Regions from separate parts of the Anas platyrhynchos genome. Here region 2 is linked to region 1. Evidence: chromatin contacts called from public Hi-C data. All regions are on one chromosome and are shown on one strand. The core of a region is the stretch at or near the end of the contact, and the rest is flanking DNA. Distances in the headings are between cores, read along the strand shown.

What was found. Hi-C and Micro-C count contacts between places; a contact is called where the count stands out from the background.
Region 2: a Hi-C map of liver shows a contact between it and region 1, with 1.8 times the contacts expected there. The contact joins the promoter of TOX2 here to the enhancer-like site in region 1. A contact is called at or near these places in 2 of 8 Hi-C or Micro-C datasets (F5 follicle and liver).

Annotation. Positions count from the first base shown.
Region 1 is chr21:5,705,604-5,710,582 of IASCAAS_PekinDuck_T2T, reverse strand. It overlaps TOX2 (TOX high mobility group box family member 2), which reads left to right. Exons shown (of 9, transcript XM_038166271.2): 5 at 1-110. Among named protein-coding and RNA genes, the nearest start is that of SNTA1, 61 kb to the right of the region's middle. Within about 2 kb of position 2,927, at least 4 of the 8 cell types and tissues checked have an H3K27ac peak or open chromatin away from gene starts, as enhancers often do. A contact at or near this core is called in F5 follicle, where this site is marked.
Region 2 is chr21:5,826,265-5,831,243 of IASCAAS_PekinDuck_T2T, reverse strand. TOX2 (TOX high mobility group box family member 2) reads left to right here and starts at 2,474. Exons shown (of 9, transcript XM_038166271.2): 1 at 2,474-3,100.

The DNA of each region.
Region 1 (4,979 bases), core at 1,678-4,177:
TCAGAGACACGCAAGCCGCTATCAAAGGGCAAAACCCCAATGCTACCTTCGGAGACGTATCGAAAATTGTTGCATCAATGTGGGACAGTTTGGGAGAAGAACAAAAACAAGTGAGTTATCTTTTGAGTGTTTTTCTTTCAGCTGTTAATGGGGTTTTCCATGGCAGAGGGTCAGCATCACCCCAGGCCCATTCAAAGCATAGCCAGGGGCTCTGGTAGGATGCTTCACCTCTGTTCCTCTTGTAGGAAAATCCCTGTTGTTACACGGGGAAGCACAAATCTTTCTGACAACAAGTTGTTCTCTGTAAGAACAACCTTAGTAAAAACCTCCGTGGTCTTGCTCTGCCATGAGCTTCTTCTAGCCTTGGATGGGAGATGGTTTTTGTATTTGCCTATTTGCTTAAAAGGAATGACTGCAAAGTGCTGAAAAACTGTTAAGTCTGTACACCGCTGGCCTGAAATTGAATGTTTAGGCTTCAAAAGCTCAGAGAGGAGACCTTGAAGGGGCCTTGCAGAGGAAACTCCTGCCCAAGGGCTGTCAGCCGTGTTCAGGCTGCTCGCAAGGAGGCGCCCGGGCCCTGGTGTCAGCGCTTTGTGGATGCCGAGTGGGTTACTAAAGCCTGTAATTGCTCCATGCCTGTTGAGAAAACCCCAGGGAACGCTTTCCGTAGCATGTACGGCTTTTTATCAGGCAGAGTGAGGGCTGACACCGTGTGCAATACGTCTCTGAGCCCAAACACGCCTCAGCTGACAGTCCTCCAGCACCAAGCCCTTAGAGCCTGGCTCCGTCCCCCACTGGGTGTCCACGGCCGGGACTTGGAGCAGCTGCGTTTGGGGTGGGAGCAACAGGGAGGGAAAAATCATTTAAATGGACATCGTGCTGCTAGGACAAAGCCTTCAAAAAGCTTCAAGCTTTGGTGCCCCAGCTTCTCCGTCTCCTCTTTCTCCTGCTCTCCTCCCTTCCAGCATCCCAGTCTGCCTCTCCCTCCCTCCATCTGGCTACAGACATCTCTGTAGATCGGGCGCTGAGCTCGGCTGCGAGCGTGGTTTATCTAATGGAAGTGCTGGGGCAACCCTGACTCAGCACAGTGCAAATGTTCGGCTCTTAATTAACAGCGGGGATTAAACCAGTCCGTTTATCTTCCCCGCTAACTCTCCCTTCTTCTGCTTTATGAGATAGCGGCAGCTTCGCTGTCTCTTTACACGCGCTTTCTAAGTGGCTCCATTTCTCCCTCTGTAATTGATTTAATTAAGTCATTTGTTCCTTGTCTGGATGCTTAAATATTAACTTCCTGCCTTTGTCTCCAGCTGTGCACTTCCCTCCCAGCCCCGCTGCCTCCCTGGCCGGGGGGATGCTCTGTGGCTTTGCCTCGTGGGATGGGGCACGTTCACGCCTCCAGCCTCTGCCTGGAGAAGTTTCCTTAGTCCCTGCTGGCTTTCTCATGCCAGCAGCCCCCGTCAAGTTTGTTTAGATTTGTAAGGCAACACAATGGGAAGATGAAAAGCAAAAAAGGAAGTAAATAAAAAAAACTAGCAAAATGTCATGAAAAGATAAAAAGAAGGATGTCCAGCGTGTCCTTTCTCCCAAGGACAGCGGGGCGTGATGCACACAGGCATGGTGAAGGCACGCAGCCTGTGCCAAGCGCTCCCTCGGCACCTCTGGGTAGGGGACGGTGACCGAGCAGGACAGCTCGGCAGTGACAGCATCACTGCCCAAAATCAGCCCGGGACCTTTCAAATATTTTCATAGCCTCACTGCAGAAAGCAGTGCAGAAAACAAGCCGGGGAAAAGCCAACACAGCGAGGGCAGAGCAGACAAGAGGGGCCAAACCTGCGTGTCCTCACTCAGGTCTGACCAAGGTTTCAGTTAAAGAAAGCTTCCCCTCGCCCTGCTGTGAGAAAAGAGGGTGAATTTGAGGCTGGAGGAGGAAATCTGGGGCTGGACTGTCATCCTGGGCTTGGATCTCTTCCACCCCAAAATTTCACCCCAAAATTGGGGCTGAGGATGCTGCACCACATCCCTGGGCAGCCATCATGCAGACCCCAGCCCCACCGTGCAGCTCATCAGCAATTGCTTTCACCGCTGCAGTTTCTGCTTCAGATGAGGTTTATGAACCTCATTTTCCACTTCCCAGTGAGCACGGCATCTCCTGATCGGGGGACAGCAGGCAGCGCAGGGAGGGGGCACAATAAACCTAATTTCCACCATTTCTGCGAAGGGAACTGGGATGCCACCCGTGTGCCAGAGAGCTCAGGCCGGCATGCAGAGGGTTAATCCCCTGCCGTTTGGGCTGCTAATGATTATATGCACTGTAATATCAAAGCTGGAGCTATTTATTTGCCATTGAGCAGGTGCTGCTGCTCCCACAAAGCAAATTTGCTTTCTCCTCCTGATGAAACAAGCAAAATAAAGGTTGCTCACGTCCCATTTCAGATATGTTTTTTTTTTTCTCTGTGCACGAGCTGAAAGACAAACACTGAACGGGAAGCAGAATGCATATTATGCAAGAAACCATATAATCTAGGAGCATCTTTGATTTGGCTGCTGCTGTCACAGACATGTATTTCACAGAGGGGCTTTTTTTTTCCTTCTCTTTTCTGTCGTTCTTACTGGTTTATCATTTGTGCCTTTGTCATTTTGTTCCTTCTTCTTCTTCTCCTCTCAGCCTCTTCACAATGAATCTTCATTTTCCCTCTGACACACTTGTATCTAAATTTCCTTATTTCCTGCCTTTTTTTATTTATATCTGTTGCCTGGTGATTTGATCATGCTGTGGAATACAGGATTAGCAATCTCCGTGTCCTTGGGTACCGCTCAAGGACACCTGTTCGGCAAGTGCCGGTTTTCTTCCCCACTTTAACCCCTTCCAGCGTGGCCGCGTGTGCCTCGCAGCCACAAATAACAATGCCCTCAAATATCTGCGGCGCCGCATTAGCAGGACCTTGTAATCTGCATTCTTCAACAGCTGGCGTGGCCCTTTCTAAGGAGCTTACATGGGAATCTGAAGAATGTGACTCGAGGAAAAAAAAAATATTAATACGTACTCTTTGAACTTTGCAAATAGTTTAGCAGCTGTTCCCGGAGAGATAGCTTAGACTACAGTGGAAAGCAAAATGCTAATTCAGCCGGTATCACCAGGAGGGTACCTGCTGTCCTAATCCGCCTGCAGCTCCCGGCCCCGCCGCAGACATCGGCTGGTGCTGGCAGCGCTGTCCGGAGAGCTTGGAGAGGGCTGCCTGATCCGATGGGGATGAGAAGGGTTTCTAATTGGGGGAAAAAGGAGGTCGGTGAGGAGCCTCCTGGTGATGGAGCATGGGGAAGATGACTAGAAGTGGAAGTTGTAGGTGTCTCTGCTGCTTTCTCTTATAAACCCACGGGTTTATAAGGGTTTCCATTAGGAAATCCAGCAGCGCATTGGGTCAGTGTTTCCCTAGATCCTGGAAGCTCAGAGGAGAGGCTTTAAGAAGCTCTGCTGCGAGAGCCCTGGGTTAAGTCACCCAAAGTGAGCAAAGCCAGGTCAGACATAGCTTCTTCAGGTGGGACTGGAGCTCCGGGGACCCACCAGGGACACAAAGCACCAGCTCACAGTGGCCCTGCTTTGCCAGGACCAGTCCAGTAAGGCAAAACCGCCCCGTGGCAAAATGCATACACGATTTTCCCATACAAATGCATAGCCTGGAGAATAATACAGCGTGCACACTCCAGGGGTAAATTACCCAACAGAAAAATGAATTGCTCAGGAGAAAATAATAGATCACCCATCTAATCAGATCCACCTGCTCGTTGAACCTGGTACATCAGCTGGTGGCAGGACTCTGCCCAGAGCTGCAGCAGGACAGACAAGTCCAGGGCCAGCTGTACTAAGGCAGAGCCATCACAGCAGACATCCTGGGGGACCTGTGTGCAGCGTGGCCAGCAAACATCCCATTTCCAGCATTGCTACAGGGCTGGAAGAGCACAGTGGTCGGTCTGGGAGTTGCAAGGTTTCAGCTCCTTCTGAGTGTCAGGGAAAGCCATGTGCCAGAGAAGGGCGAAAGCACCAGTCCCAAGCAAAATGTTGAGAGTTCTGGTGGAGATCTGAATAATGATTGGGAAGACGTTAAAAGCAGCTACAAGAGTGTGACTTCTGTTCTTGGGCAGCAAAATCAGAACTGTGAAAGATGGGTGTTGTCTGCTTTCCATCCTCCTCGGAGGGTAGCGGTTGGATCTGTCACCTCCTCTGCTTCGTTTTGGAGTCTTCACTGGGTTGTCCTGGAGCATGGCTGATTTACACCCAGACAGCACCTTGGAGTCAAGGCAGAGGATAAAAAGAAGGATTTTTTCAGGACACTTCAATCTGTGGTAATTTCTGCTTGAATAGGTGTCTATCCATTCATTCTCCAGAGGACTGCTCCACGGCACTGTAACTCCACCCGCGTGCTGGAGGAGCTCTCCTGAGCCACCAGAATTGTTCCCATAGCGAGAGTCTTGCAGGGAGGTGTCCTCAGGGGGGTTGGATCCTGTAGCTGGGGGAGCCTGGGGACGTGGAGCACTGCTTAAACCCCTCCTCGTGGTGGGTGCCGGGTGCTTCCCATGTCCAAGCTCGGTGGCCTCAGGCTTCAGCAATCCAGGGTATAGCTGTTAGACAGAAGGAGACGTGCTGAGATTTACAGACAAAAAAATGTGGTTTGGGTAATTTTGGCTAATTTTGATGGGGGGAGGACAGATTAAGCTGTCCCCAGGAGATGGCAGGAGGGACATGGAGGGGCGTGCAGGGAGGTGAGGAAGAGCTGGGGGGGATAGGAGGGTGGCGTGGCTGTACCTGCTGCGTTTCTGATGGAAGGATGAGGCCGTGTGGAGGCTGCATGCAAAGCAAATGGGTGGTGTGGGGGACACTGCCAGGCGGGGAGGAAGTGCTTTCGAGCTGTCCTTGTAAGTAAACCATAAGTTCTAGTGATGCAAAGAGAGATTTTCAAGGAAAGGCTATAACTGTTACAAGA
Region 2 (4,979 bases), core at 1,225-3,724, 120 kb before region 1:
TCCCATGGAGTAGGGATATATTCTTATACAAGGGAAGAATGTGCTCCCTTGCAGCCCCTGGTTTCTGCAAGCACGGCCCCTGTGAATGTAATCAATGCTGTGCAGAGCTGCCGAAATCGAAAACAAAGCCAGAATGATCATTGTGCTAAGTTTGGGTTCCTCATTGTTCATTGAATTACATCAGTGTTTTCTTTAGTTGCACAGTCAGCTGGCACAGGTTTGTCTGAAATCTCGAGACTCCCCTTTCAGGGGAAAGCACAAATTTCCGGGAGATGGGGGCTCTGCTCTGCGTTGTGGTGCTTGGTCTGCCACCATGGCCCAGGACACGAAGTGACAGCTGGGGGGCTCATCCAGCCCAGAGCCTGTGGGCGAAGGCAGCTACGCATCCACAGGAAGCAGTGTCTGGATTTGTTTTTATTTGCATTTAATTTGCTGAAACTATTTTATCTGCTTGAAGCAATAACAACAAGAAAAGCCCACAAAACAAACAAACAAACAAAACCAAACAAACCAAGAATAACAGGGGGGTGAAAAAAGGACATTGTACCTCCAGCTCATGACCATAGTGAAGTACTGTGTTTATCTGCTGTTTTATTAAAGTGATCTGATGTGGAAAAAAACTTACTTTCTGCAGATCCTGGGATCCCAGGCAACTTCTTGCCGTGATAAATTGCCCACAGCCTGGTGTGATGGTGGAAAAAGGTTGTGTCAGTGCAATGTGCCCCCCCAGCAATTCGTCCTGGCATGTGAGGATGGGGTCAGTCCTCCTTCCTCCTGCTGCAGTCACACACGATGTCCTCCAGCAGCTGTGGGAACAGGAGCTCGTGGGTGTTTCAGACCTTCAGTGTGGACCAATTTTGCATGTGTATGTGTCAACCAGCACGTGCATGCTTGCTGTGTGGGAGCCATTAAACCTAACTTCTTTTAAACCTAAACCTGACTTCCATCTAAAAGCCTGAGTTTCATCATCCATAAGTCCTCTCCCATTCTGTGTCTCAGCAAATTATTTTGGTAAGTTGAAGTGGTCAGAAAGTGAGCTGCAGAGTGTGGGGATCACCGGTCTGAAAGTTGGTTTTGGTTGATCTAGCACACGTACTGAGTGGCTCAGCCTGCAGAGCCCACACTGAGCTTGTTTTGTTTTCGTTGAAGCAGCTTTTTGCTGAAAACTGAATTTGTCATAAAGCCCAGACAGTTAAGCAACTTGTGATTAGTATCACAGAATCACAGAGTCATCGAGGTTGGAAAAGACCTCCAAGATCACCTAGTCCTCTGACCTAGCACTAACAAGTCCTCCACTAAACCATAGTACTGAGTCTACATCTCAACATCTTTTAAAGACCGCCAGGGCTGGTGACTCAACCGCTTCCCTGGGCAGCCCATTCCAAAGCCTCACAACCCTTTCAGTATTAATTTTGCAATTAGTTTCTGCAGGAGAAAGAGAGGTGGGAGGAACGGGTTGAAAATACTCAAAATATCTCATTTCAACACTTTCAAAATGAGGCATTTTCGGGTTTCGCTTTGAAAGAGGGTCTCTGTTTCCTGACTGATGTAATTATCTTAAGATATAAAGGGCAGCAAGTAACCTGAAACCGAGCTGAAAGTTTTGTTTCAGACAGATGATGATTTGGGGTTAACCCATGATAATTCCCCACACCCTCCCTGGCATTGCTATAGTCTTCAGTTCTGCCATTGAAATGAAAACCCATTATTTGTCTGGCTCAGCTAATAACATGCACCAACCATTGCTAATATTTGTCTTTTAAAATGTAACTTTTTGCCATTAGGAAAGTATAAGATAGCAAGTGAAATCTGTGATGTATTTCTAGCCCCGATTCTTAAGGCAGTGATATTTGGGTTTCTCAGATATGGCTGCAGTGTGTGTTCATGCGGGAGAATACGAGGAAAAAACATTTTAAAGACTTAATATCTAAAGATTAGATGATAATCTCCCTGGGCTGAGGGTGAATACAGGAGCTCCCTCACACTGCCAAAATATTGAGTAAGTTTAGAGAAAGAAGCCAACTATTCCAAGCTCAGGAGACCATTTATAAAACAAAAATCACTCTGTTGCATTGAAGAGTCAGCGAGATGCTCTCAGAAAGATTAATTTTCTGGGCAGAGGAGGGGAGTGTGGGCTTCACCCCTCAAAATGAACCAGCAAGATGATTCAATTGCATCACTTTCAGAGCGTGAGCCTGAGACATTCATTCAAAATGCAGTTATAAGAAATGACTGCTTTACTTTGGGAGGAAGAATACTGAAGAAACTGTTAAAGTTGGTCACAGTATGTGACATCCTTGAAATCAAAAGCAATGCTTCTTCTCAGCTGCTGCACAGTAAAATTAAAGATATGAAGCCAAATTAATCTCTGGTGTAGCACTCCTGCCAGTGGCTGGGGAGGCACCTGGGATTAATTTCCTCAATTATACAAGTGGCATATGACCCTGACAAATTGGTTTTTGTCGCATGCAGGGTAATGTATCTGGTGGAGTTGGGCATCACCTCCCCAGCCTCCTGGGTTGTCCTTGGACATCTTCCCCAGGTGGCAGCAGAGCAAGCTTCTTGCAGGCTTCTCTTCTCCTTTGGGGTAAAATTTGGGAAGTCTGTCTGCGCAAGACACTGCCTGTATTTACACTCCTGGACACGGTTCACTTCTTTGCTTACAGTTTGCCTGAGGAAAGCTTACATTTTTCTGAAGGAATTATAAACTTCAGCATGGCATGCCAGTGCTCACCGTGCCAGCGTGCTGAGGTGGGAGCTGGGCAGAGCTGGCCCAAAGCCCCCCGAGGCAGGGCCAGAGCTCCTCTCATTACGTGGAGGAGATGCAGCCACATCAGGAGATACAGCTGTGTCAAGGATCTCTTTTGCTATCTCCCTGCTCAAAATTTACACAAGCATTACCGGCCAGGTCAGCTTTGAGCAAACACTTACTGTTCAGACTGCCTCCTCCTCCTACACAGCAGAGCTCGGGAGGAGGACACGCTGCGAGCCAAGGACACCGGGCCCCAGACAGCCAAAGAGCCCCCAGCGCCCCGGGCAGGCTCGGGACAGATGTGACTGCAGAGCCTGAGGCTAGGACTTTGCAAGCAACTCTGTGTCGGTGAGTCAATTTATTTTCTAAAATTATTTTCTAAAATGCTGTCCCGTGCCTTGGAGGAGGCAGGGGCCCGTTGGCCACTCGATGTTTGGGAAAATCAGGGGTGCCTTTTGGCATGGAGTGAAGGAGGTGAGGCTAGGGGTCTCGCCTCAAGTGCTGAAGTTTCTGGCCGGCAGAAGCAACACCTCCGGTGTGTGAGGGGACGAGGCTGCTGACAAAACGTGAAACATCCTCCTGTTACATCAGGCAGCTCCCAAACTGAGACCAGCTTGCTGTGGTGCTGTGAGACAGAGACATTGACATTGACACAGACCTGAGCTGGCCCCGCAGGGGGCTGATTCACTGCGAAACCTGAGGGAGAGGAGGGCTCATGCGAGCGCTTGTGCCTCAAATCTCTTCATCCAGTCGAGCAGCTAAGCACCTGGCACAGCCATGTCTGCACGCTTGGCCCATGTGAAACGTGCCTACCTCCAGCTCTGTTACGTTTCCGTGCCAAAAAATAAAGACGAGGTCCCACCCAGCTGCAGCTCCATGTGGGTAAAACCCTCAAGGCTTTCATGAGGCCGAGCCACGAGGCCTGGCTGTACGCAGCAACCTGCACCGCGTGGGCCACGAGAAGGAACTCGCTGAGGTGTTTTACACTGTTGGGACCTTTTGTCTTCAGCATGTACGTGCTAATGGAGCTTTTTGGTGGAAAATGATTCATTCATAAGCGTCAGCCAAGCTGGTATGTGGCAGGAGAGAAGTATTTTCACCTGGGCAGAACAATGTAAGCTGATGTGTGAGCACCCTTACTGCTTCTCTGCTGGGTTTGAGCTTGTTTTGTTTTGTCATATTTGGGCTTCTGGAATGTTTTCTCCTATCAATGACATTAATTATGGAGTAATTGCCTTAGTAGCATGTAACAACTCTCCTCTTTTTTTTTTTTTTTTTTAATTTTAATAGATTTTCACACAATGTGTAAACTTTGCTGTATATGTGCTACGTTTCTTGTGTCATGAAATAATGTGTAGACAAAATAATGTTTTTCCTGTCAGAAATTCAATGGGCATCTAAAGCAAAGTGACAGGTGGTTAAATAGCTGCATTTAAAGGATGTCAAGAAGATTTTTTGGACAGGTACCAAAACCCAATGCCAAAAAGAAGGCCTAATACCATCTGTTTTGTTAGCAGAGATGCAATTTTACATTAGATTTTAAATGACATGAAATGCCAAATTCATAACCTTGATTTGTGGGTCAAATCTAGCTTATCTAGATTGTGGATGTTATTATTTACTGGCACAGTTCCTGACCCAGAGCCCACGCAGGTAAATGAACACGCTTTCAATCAGACCCGTTTTAAAGTAATAGGGAGCTCTCGAGTCGCATTTAATTTTGTTCTGTATTACATGTGAATCCAGATGCAATGTGGATTTAATTAATCCAATTTCATTGCATTTTAATGTACACATTTGCATTGTGTTTATTGGCAATTGGTTTTATCCATTTGTTCAGCATTTTTATGACCAATGAAACTACTGAATATTTAGAGATCCATATACTTCCCAGCAGAAATGAGGAGCGTAGCTCTGAATTAAATAGTTCTCAGATATAAACTGGGGATGAGACTAAAATGTCAACATATAGCTGCATAATACGGTGGAAAATTGATACCAGTATTTTAAAATAATAAATTGCATGGTGCAAAATTCTTTAAAAAAATAATTTCAGCAGGCATTTTAGATGGTATGTCAAGAATTAAAATATACTCTTATAAGGAGCAGTGGGTGCTGGAGGACTACTCTGAAACAAATAATGAAGCTGATAAATTCAGTCACTTTCCTGCTTCTAAAAGGTGCCTTTGAAATTATGATTGTTCAGGTTTAGCCTAATATTTAGAAA